2 separate regions of the Mus musculus genome follow, and region 2 is linked to region 1. The links are chromatin contacts, called in public Hi-C maps. All regions are on one chromosome and are shown on one strand. Each heading gives the region's core, a stretch centred on a gene start, on an enhancer-like site or on the middle of the called end of the contact. The rest is flanking DNA. Distances are from core to core; before and after follow the strand shown.

What was found. Hi-C and Micro-C count contacts between places; a contact is called where the count stands out from the background.
Region 2: a contact with region 1 is called in a Hi-C map of CD4 T cells, with 7 times the contacts expected there. The contact joins two enhancer-like sites. A contact is called at or near these places in 3 of 484 Hi-C or Micro-C datasets (CD4 T cells and CD8 T cells).

Annotation. Positions count from the first base shown.
Region 1 is chr15:68,361,116-68,365,695 of GRCm38.p6, forward strand. No RefSeq gene overlaps it. Among named protein-coding and RNA genes, the nearest start is that of Mir30d, 22 kb to the left of the region's middle. Within about 2 kb of position 2,361, at least 408 of the 459 cell types and tissues checked have an H3K27ac peak or open chromatin away from gene starts, as enhancers often do.
Region 2 is chr15:73,730,994-73,735,573 of GRCm38.p6, forward strand. It overlaps a transcript of Ptp4a3 not described here. Among named protein-coding and RNA genes, the nearest start is that of Ptp4a3, 15 kb to the right of the region's middle. Within about 2 kb of position 2,213, at least 29 of the 459 cell types and tissues checked have an H3K27ac peak or open chromatin away from gene starts, as enhancers often do.

The sequences.
Region 1 (4,580 bases), core at 1,111-3,610:
CCTGGAGTAAAAGGTCCAAGAACTGTTGAGTTCCATAAACACGTGACTTCTGTGAAGTCAGCAAGGTCAATGAGCCTATACCAGGGGGTTATGTTGAATAAGGGCCACTGCCTCTATCTTTAGTTCCCTTTATGAAGAGTCAGGAAAACCAAACAAACAAAATTCCTTATATGTTACAGGAACTGTTTGGAGGTTGTGACAACTAATCACCCAACTACAGGATAGTATGCAGATCCTTGTCTGTAAGGGCCAGTGGAAGCAAGATTAGGAGGAGGTACAACACTGACTGCTGAGGAACAAGTAACAAGATGGCCTACTAACCTTCCCTTCCTTCTCCGAGAACCTCCAGGGCTGGGCTTCATGCCACACCACAGGGACTCAATTTCAGAGTGAGGGTTCTCCACTGAGAGAACTTTTTGAAAGTGACAATCATATATTCAGAATTAAAAGGAAAAGCACTCATATATCAGAAATGCTCAGGGTGAGAATCAAAACTTGAATTTACTAAGCCTTCTAACTTACATCAAATTTACAGAAGGGTGTCCTTCTGGCTGTTCCTTCACTATAACCCACTACACCTTTCACAAACCGGGGAGTCTTCTAAAGTTTAATATACACCTGGCACCTGTTTAGACTGGTTTTTACTGGGGGGGGGGGGGTGAGGCATCTCTTATCAATCTGAACACACTACACTGGAAATTTCCAAACTCCCAAATAAAGGCACACCAGGTCCGAGTGCGTGCCTGGTATTCTCAAAGTCATCTCCTGGAGAGCCGTTCATGTAGGAAAATCACTTTAATGTCTGAGAAGGAGGCAGGATCCATGCGCGCATTATGATCCTGCTAAAACTAAAAAGAAAGAAAAAACAAAACAAAACAAAACATGTATCCATGAAGAAAGGAAGGTCCGGATTAGCGACTGACAGTCCGAAAAGACCTGGGTTGGAAGAGTCCCGAGTTCCTCTGAGGGAAGCTGTGCACTGATGGGTGGCACTGGGTCAACGTGATTACTTAACCTTGCCAGCCAAAACTAAACTCTGCTCGGACCAGCCCCAAAGCTGGGGGTGCCGGAGCCTATCAAGTACTCCGGTGTCTTCTCGTTTCTTCCCGTGAAACGTGGAGCCTGACACCTGAAACTTCACCCAGACGCTACCGCATTTCGGAGCGTTTGCATTTATTTTTTAAAGTGCAACCGGCAAGAATCAGTTGTCGGCCGGCGTGCGAGAGGGAGAGATTAACCTATTTCCTGCACACACAGGAAAAGAACTCATGACAATTCAAGCAGTTCCCTCTCTTCCAAGTAACTTTTTGGTAACCATTCGTCCTGAAATAACCACAAGCAACAAACACTGGGCACTGGCATGGCAACGACCAGCGGGCGTGCCAGGTCCCCCAAAGGCGGGGTCCGTGGGTCTGCGACCCGGTCCGGCCCCGAGCTGCGGCCCCTCAGCCCTCAGCCCCCCAGCGCCGGTCCTGGCTCCGCGCGACTTTGGCGGGGAAATGCACTTCGCCGGCCCGGACGGGAGGGCAGCTCGCCGCGGGCCGGAGTTTCCGAAGTGTCCCGAGCCCTTCCCGTGGCCTCGGCGACTCCCGGCTGCGGCCGCCCGGGGGCCCACCTGCCCCAGGGCCGCGGGGCCGAGCCGCTGCCGAGCCCGAGGGGCGGCGCCGCCCCCCGCCGGCCGAGCGCCTGTCAGCCGCGCCTCCCAGGCCGCGCCTCGCCCCGCACCGCACGCGCCCAGCGCCCGTCGCACTCACCTGGCCGCTCTCGCCGACCGACCGCGCGAGGCCGGAGACGCGCGACGAGAGGCCGCCGCCCGTCGCCCGCCCGCCCGCCCGCCCGGCTGAGTCCACCTCCCGCCCGCCCGCCCGCGCGCGCCTCGCGCCCGTCGCGCGCCCGTCGCGGCCGGGGAGGGGGTCGCGAGCACGCGCGGGCGAGGGGCGCGGGCGGCGGCCGCTGGGAAGCCGGCCCGGCCGCGTCCGTCATGGCGCACGGCGCGGCGGCCGCTCGCTGCGTTCTCTCCGTTCGTTCGCCTTTAGTTTGACCTTTCCCTCCAGTGTGTCTGAGGAGAGCGGCCGTGCGCGCGCGCGTGTGCATGGCTCTGGGTGTGCGCGCGCGCGCGCGTGTGTGTGAGTGGGAAGGGGCCGGGTTCGTTCCCCGACGCCTGACGTCACTGCCATGGCAACGGCAGCCTCCACCCCTCTCTTCCCGCTTCCTGTACCCGCCCCCCTCGGCACGTTAAGAGGCGGGGCTCACGTGCTCACTGAGCGCGCGTGCGCACGCACCCGCAGCGCGGGGGGCGCTGGGCGGTAACGAGGCGTCCAGGAAACTCCTCCTTCTCCTTGCGGTCCCCCGGAATTGGGCCAATATGGAGAGGAGGTGCTAGGGGCGGGCGCCCTTGGTTGCTAGGTTGCGTGAAAAATATCCTGAGGTAGTGCGAAAACTCTCCCTCCATCACTGAGCATGTCTGGGGAAAGGGGGCGTGTGAGCCCGAGTTGGGCGAGGTGAAGGAGGACGTTCAGAGAGTAGCAGAAAGAGGCTGGACATTGGGGACAGGTCAGAGCGTGTCGAACTGGGACCGCGTGGCTGCTTAGAACGGTTTACTTCTTCCCACCTCCTTGTGTGATCATGGGCATGCACGTTAAACACTCTGAACTGAATGTCCCAGCCAAAAAAAAAGAAAAAAGGGGTGGGGGGGATACTAAGAAAATCTGTCACAAGATGATCGTTAGTACTAAAAGAGAGAACTTGCGTAATGACTTCCCTGGTGCGTGGTAAACACTAAACATCTAGCTGCTATTGTGGAGTACATGGCCTAAGAATTTTGCAAGTGGGTACAAGGGACTCGTGGTTTTCTGAGACAGAGTCTCACTATGGAGCCCTCTTTGTCCTGGAACTCAATAATGTAGACCACCAGGCTAGCCTAGAACTCAAGAGCAGTGTGTGTTAGGATAAAAAAGCATCGGCCACCTTCCCTGGAGTGACATTAAATGATCACAGTGGATTACTGTCATAGCCTTTAAAGTTCAAGGGTCCTGTGGCTTATGAAGCCACCTTTTAGGAAGAGGAGAATAAAAATTTGCAGGGAACACTCTTTCCCGTTAAAGATCTTCCCCTGTGACTATGGAATCACTTCTCAATCTCATGCTGTCTCGTTCCCGCAGAGGTTTAGAATGCTCAACTTAAAGGGCTGGACCCTTAAGTTATTTGAGGAGAACGGTTCTGTACCACCCACAAAAAAATCAACAAAATTGCCCTTTCCTCTGATTCCTCAACCGGTGTTAATTTACTGCACGTTTTCTTTAAAGGTGCTCTTCAAATGTGTAGGTATATGAAGAAAAGGTAATTTAGCTAACCGGCATTTTCCAGTGGTCAAGTGGGAAAGAAGTTTGTTGTCCAACCTGCAGGCATGCAATGACCAGATCTGGGGAAGGCAGGCTCCTTAGATTTCAGACTAGCTGGTTACCTCCTCAGTCCTCAAACCTCTGATTGAAACTCTTTTTAAGTTACCCCTTAATTACAGTCTGCCTCCCAGAGTCTCTTGGCTATTGCAGGACTATTTCTACTGTTGCTGTTTCTGCTTTTGAACCTCAAATCTAAGCCTGGCCTTGATAGAGAATGTGACCCAAGCTCCGCAGATACACTCTTGAGTTCTCTACTTTCTTCCAAAACTAGTAGTATTTATGTGGCCCTTCTAAATTCCCAAAAGGTTGCTGGAATTACTCAGTTGGAATGTATCAGTCTCTTTTCCAGAGCTGCTGGCATACCTCTCTTTGGACACAGTTCTTCACAGGCTTCATGTTCTGCCATCTGCAAAAGTCCACACTGAACATCCATGTTTGGTCCAGTGTATCACATAATACCTATTTCTTTAAACTTAGGTCATCGGCCTTCTTCCTTGGCCTGAAAAGCCATACAGGAAGGAAGCATGTCCATTTCAATTTGGCTATACCCTACCTCTTTTTCATATCACACACAGGACGACTTAAGCAGCCACCTAGCAAACTGCTGGCTAGGCTCCCTGCCTATAAGGTTCTTAGAAGCAGAGTTGACCAACTCTGGCATATGAGAACTTAAGATATCTTACACGCGTTGGACTACTCTCAAAAGTAGCTGAAACTTCAAGGTTACTCCTGTGCAGTAGAATTAAGTGCTGACAGTAACAAGTTGCTAGGCAGAACAAGAAATGAGGAGACCAATGAAAATTGTCTACTTTTGTGAACCTAGGATTTTTCAGATGTTGTTAAGGGTGAGGCAGACAGTAGACGAAATGCCCAGGGTCTGTCAGGGGTGTTGCTCCTGGAAAGAGAGCACTTATGTTCAAGAGGAAATGCCCATATCAATCAGGATTTATTTATGCTGGACTGGTAGCACCTGTCCCTGCATCTGATTTGGCACCGTTATCTGAAGCCCGATGGCATTCTTGTGTGTACTTGTATCTACTCTTGTGTTTCTTTGACATGCTATTTAATTCTGTAAATAAATTTTCCCAAACTTATTTCTCTTATTGTTCATTGTGCTCTTGCAGCTGCCAAGCACACAGCAGCATTGCCTCAGAGTCATCCTTCATTTCCACTGTGTCC
Region 2 (4,580 bases), core at 963-3,462, 5.4 Mb after region 1:
GTAGATTTGGCCACGTTTGTTGTAAATGGCCCAGGGAAGAGCTTCCTTGTATGCTGGCCTTCCCCTTTATGCTCAGCGCTACAGGAACAGGATGCCAACATCACACTTGGACTTTCCCATGGCCTTGACTGTGGGCCTCTGGTTCCTGGGTCTTGAAGGGTTGTTTATTGCCTGCCTCCCTACCCCCACTTACAATGGAAGTTCTGGACAGCTAGGGACGTGCGTTTGGGCATTGTGTGAATCTCTTAGTCCCATCTGCTGGCCCTGATCCCACGTTACCCCATTGCCACTGTCCTGGCTGCTGTATGGGGGATGAGGACACAGGCTATTGGCTTTGTTCTGCCTCCCAGGTTCCCTGGAAGCAGTCCTGGTCTGTAGTAGCTTCATGGGAGTAGAAAAGTGGAAAAGGCATGGTCCTATACTGGAGAAACTCTCTCTCTCTCTCTCTCTCTCTCTCTCTCTCTCTCTCTCTCTCACACACACACATACACAGCAGGATGACAGAGGACAGTAATCATCTTCTTGGAGCATGTAGCTCTGCATCCTAGAGGTTGTGCTGCAGGAAGGTGATTTTCTTCTTACCGGGTAGTCAGGTGGGCTTCTAGGAGGTGGTGGCAAATGGTATGGAGAGAGGGGCTAGTGGGGTGCAGCCCACGTCACCTGGGCAGGGCTTTGCTGAGCCCTTTGGGGTTGGTGGTTAGGCACTGGTCCAGGGTACCTCTTTAATTCTCAAGGTAACCTGGGGGTGGCTGCTCTTTAACCCCGCCCTCCACCCCTCGCCAGTTCTCAGGCAGGAAGCTGCTGTCTGGGGCTGGCCTCCTGCAGGTGGAAGTGTCAAGTGGAAGGCAGGCTGATGTTATGCCTCTGCAGAGTGGCCTGAGCCAGCTCTCTTGGTCCTTTTGTTTGTGGTGAGCCAGAGAAGGCACCCCCAGGTGTGTGTGGGAGGAACCCAGAACAGCTGTGGCACCCAGTTCCCTCAGTGACAGAGAGGCGATGATTAGCTCATAGGACTGCACCACGCTGACGGCTGACATTTGTCTGCTGCCGTTTGACTGCGAGGACCTCAGTTTCCTCCCCTGTCAGAAGGTGTGAAGTCTCTGTTTAGGGACTTCGGGAGTCCTCAGCTACTGCGAGGCAGGCCCTCCTGCTCCCCCCTACCCCTTTGTCTCCTCCTACTAGCTGTAGTTCCCACGACTGGCCAGTGCAGGAAGCCATCTGGAGGGCTTATTTACCCTCGCTTAGCCTCCCTGGCAGGAAGTCACCGGAAGGGCCGTCCCCAGGGGCCCCTTCAGGCCTGTGAGGACAGCCAGCGGCTTGGGGGTCTGTGCTGTGGAGTCCCCCAGTGGAGCAAGGGGGCAGGGAGCTGGGAGAACAGAGCCAGGCAGGGCTGGGAGCCGGGTGTGTGGCTGGAGTGGGGTTGAGACATTTCATCTAGGAGCCATCTGACCGTCTGTCCACCCCTCCCCCGCCCAGAGGAGGCCCAATAGTGCTGATCACAGGACTCAGGCAAAGCCACTTGGGGCTCCATCCCAGGGTGGTCTGTGTGATGTGTGTGGGATCCTGGGAACAGGAGGGGACACACGTTGCACGGACCACCAGGTGGAGGCTGCATGGGGGAGGAGTGATCTCAGGGCAGGAAGCGGAAGAGGTGCAGGAAGCAGATGTGGCCTTGGGAAGGGAGGGGCCCCTGGGAGTGGGGGCAGAGGAGAGAGAAGTAGAGAGATCACAGAGCACAAATAGTACCAGTGGTCTGGGCCCTTCGGACCCCTCTATTCCCCTTCCACAGGCCTCTGGTCCGTTTGTTCCTCAGAAGTCCTCTCGGACCTCCATATCAGCTCATTAGACTGGCTGTTTAGGCCTAGGAACCTGGGCTTCTGCCTTACAGGCCAAGCGTATCCAACTGCCCCAGGCATTTGTCCATTGGCTGGTCTAAGTGTGATTGACAGGGCCTGGGGACTGTTCCCACGGACACTGCCAGCTGGGCCTGCCCTGCCCCAGGAGGGACCTCGAACCCTGTGGGACCTGTGGCCTGGGTTCTTGGCAGCCTTGTGTCTGTCCTGGCTTTTCGTCTGCCTTGGGGAGTTGGGTGGGCCCTGGGGGTCACACAGCCCTGTCTCAGCCAGCTATGGGTAGGTCAAGGTATAGCCTCCTCATTCTCAGTGTCTCCCCTCCCCCCTGTTTCTGGAGACTTCCGGTTTCTGGAGACTGTAGCTTACGATACGACCCTGAGTGCAAACCCCTAGATGTGCTGGGGTTTCCCAGACAAGCATCCTTCCAAGCCTCTGTCCTGTGCTGGAGGAAGTGAACATGAGAACCCAGTCTGGGTCGGAACAGAGGCTGTCCCTTGGCACAGTGGTGGCCATTGATTGTCCCAGGAGGACCACTGGTAGGTCCAGAGCATTTGCTGTGTACACCGAGGACATGCCGTCCTGCGATCCAGCTTCACACAGCCCTGGGCTGAGACTCCCCCCACCTCAGAGGCTGTGCCAGGGTCAGGAGATGATTGGCTGTCTCTGTGAGGCCAGACCTTCAGAGTGGGGTCAGCCTTGGCTCAGCCCAATAATCTTGCCTTCCCACGAGATACCGAGTGAATCTGAGATAGTGCAGAAGTCCCAGTGGAATGGGCTAAAGTATTTAAACCACAGCCAACCCCAAGTGTAGCCAAGGAGCATCAAGCACAGTGGGCCAGGTGTCTACCTTGTAGCTGAGAGTGCAGAGCCCAGGGTAAGGCTGACTGCACCGTGTCCCGGCCTGGCTAGGGCAGGGACACCTTAGCTGTGATGCTTTCCTAGGCCCAGTACACCCCGCTGATACCAGGGGATCTTCCCTCTGCTCTTCCCTTGGCCTGCCAAGACGAGGGCATTTGGATGGACAGAGTCAGGCTAATTTGGGATCCTAGGCCTGTGTTCACAGCTGGGAGGCAACACCCAGAGAATCCACAGGATACGGCACATAAGCCCGCTGAGCACGGGAGCAGAAGGATGGGTCCTGGTCCTCAAAGATTCCAGAGATGATATAGAGACCATCAGGCCATGCAGGCTAGGGTGATCTGGAGAGTGTGTGCGTGGTTTCTGGCCAACAGCTCAGCAGGTCTGTGACCAGAGAGTCCCCTAGAGAGTCCAGAGACATCATTCAGGAAGTCTTTGCCAGGGTGAGGCTACATCCTTAAGGATCCTGGAGGGCCTCCAGAGGGAGGCAGCCAGGATAAACACGAACAAGAAGCCCACCTGCCCTTTACCGTGTAGGAGCATGCTGTGTTCAGAAGTACTGGTTAGTGTTCATCCCCCACCAACCCCCACTGACCACTGGCTAGACTAGAGAGTCACCGAGCAATACGAGGAAAACCAGGAACCCTCTTCTCTAAGCTTTAGGAGCTAGCAAGAGCCATAGGCTGCCCCAGCTGGTGCATAAAGCCCATGTGGGGAAGAACAGGTCTACAGCAGTTAGGGAAGGTTGAGTTGAGTGCCTGAGAGACCTGTATGGTCTCTGCTGCTGCCCAAGTCTGGGATTGCAGGCTTGTGTTGGTACCCTCGGCCCCCCAGCTGCATGCAGACCCTGGATAGCTCGCTCCTGGCCACTCGGTTTCCTTGGTTTATGTTCCCAGACAGAAGTAATCCTGGTTCTTTCTTGGCATGTGCTATCTTCCTTGAGGTGGGCTGCGGGGGTGGGGGGGATCCCCTGAGAACCTTCCTTCTCTTGGGGGAGGGGCATCCCAAGTGGTGACTTTTGATCATCTCTATCTTTGGTCCAGGCTCTGAGGTTGGGAGGCTTGGTGGGAAGGGACAAGCCTGCCAGCTGTCCTTCATTTCACTGGCCACGTGGTCCTGGCCAGGCCTGGTGTCCTGGGTATGTAGTCCCCACCTTGGTCTTATCCCACTGCACACCCCCTGTATTTGCATACCCATTGAAATACCTACTGGGTGCAGTGTTCAGAATCCATAGACAAGGGCATCCCCTCAGTGGGAAGAGGACAGATTCCAGGTCAGACAGTGCTGATGGACAGCTGTTAGCCCAGAAGTCACTGACCTGAGGTTCGAGTGACGAGGAGACGTGGGGAGGCAGAGACGTCCATTGAGCAGCTAGGCCGTGCAAAGGCCTGGGGGCAGCGCTGCACTGAGCTCAGTGGTTTGCAGACGCAGCTGGGGAGGCAGGTGCAGAGGAGGCTTAGAGAACAGTTACTGGTTCTGGGGCGATCCTCTGGGTGCGAGAGCATCTGGAGGAGGCCATGGTCTCCCTGAGGTGTGATGGGGGAAGATGAACGACCTAGGATACCCAGCTGGGGCTGTTCCAGGAGGCCTGGCCCTCAGGCGAGTGGCTCAGCATCTCACTAGACCCCCTTCCAGAGCTGCCCTCTGCCTGGGGTTGTAGGGACTGTCTGTGTCCTCTCTTGTGTTGGACTCTGGGACAGGCCTGGATGAAGACCAGAGATCTGTTGGTGCCCATGGTGACTCTGATTTCTGAGAGCTGGCCTAGCTGGCTTTTATTATAGATGATGCCCACTTATTCCACAGTGGCCCTTTGTTGCTGGGCCCTCCTGTGGACACCTATCCTCTACTCTTCTATTAACAATGACACGTCCC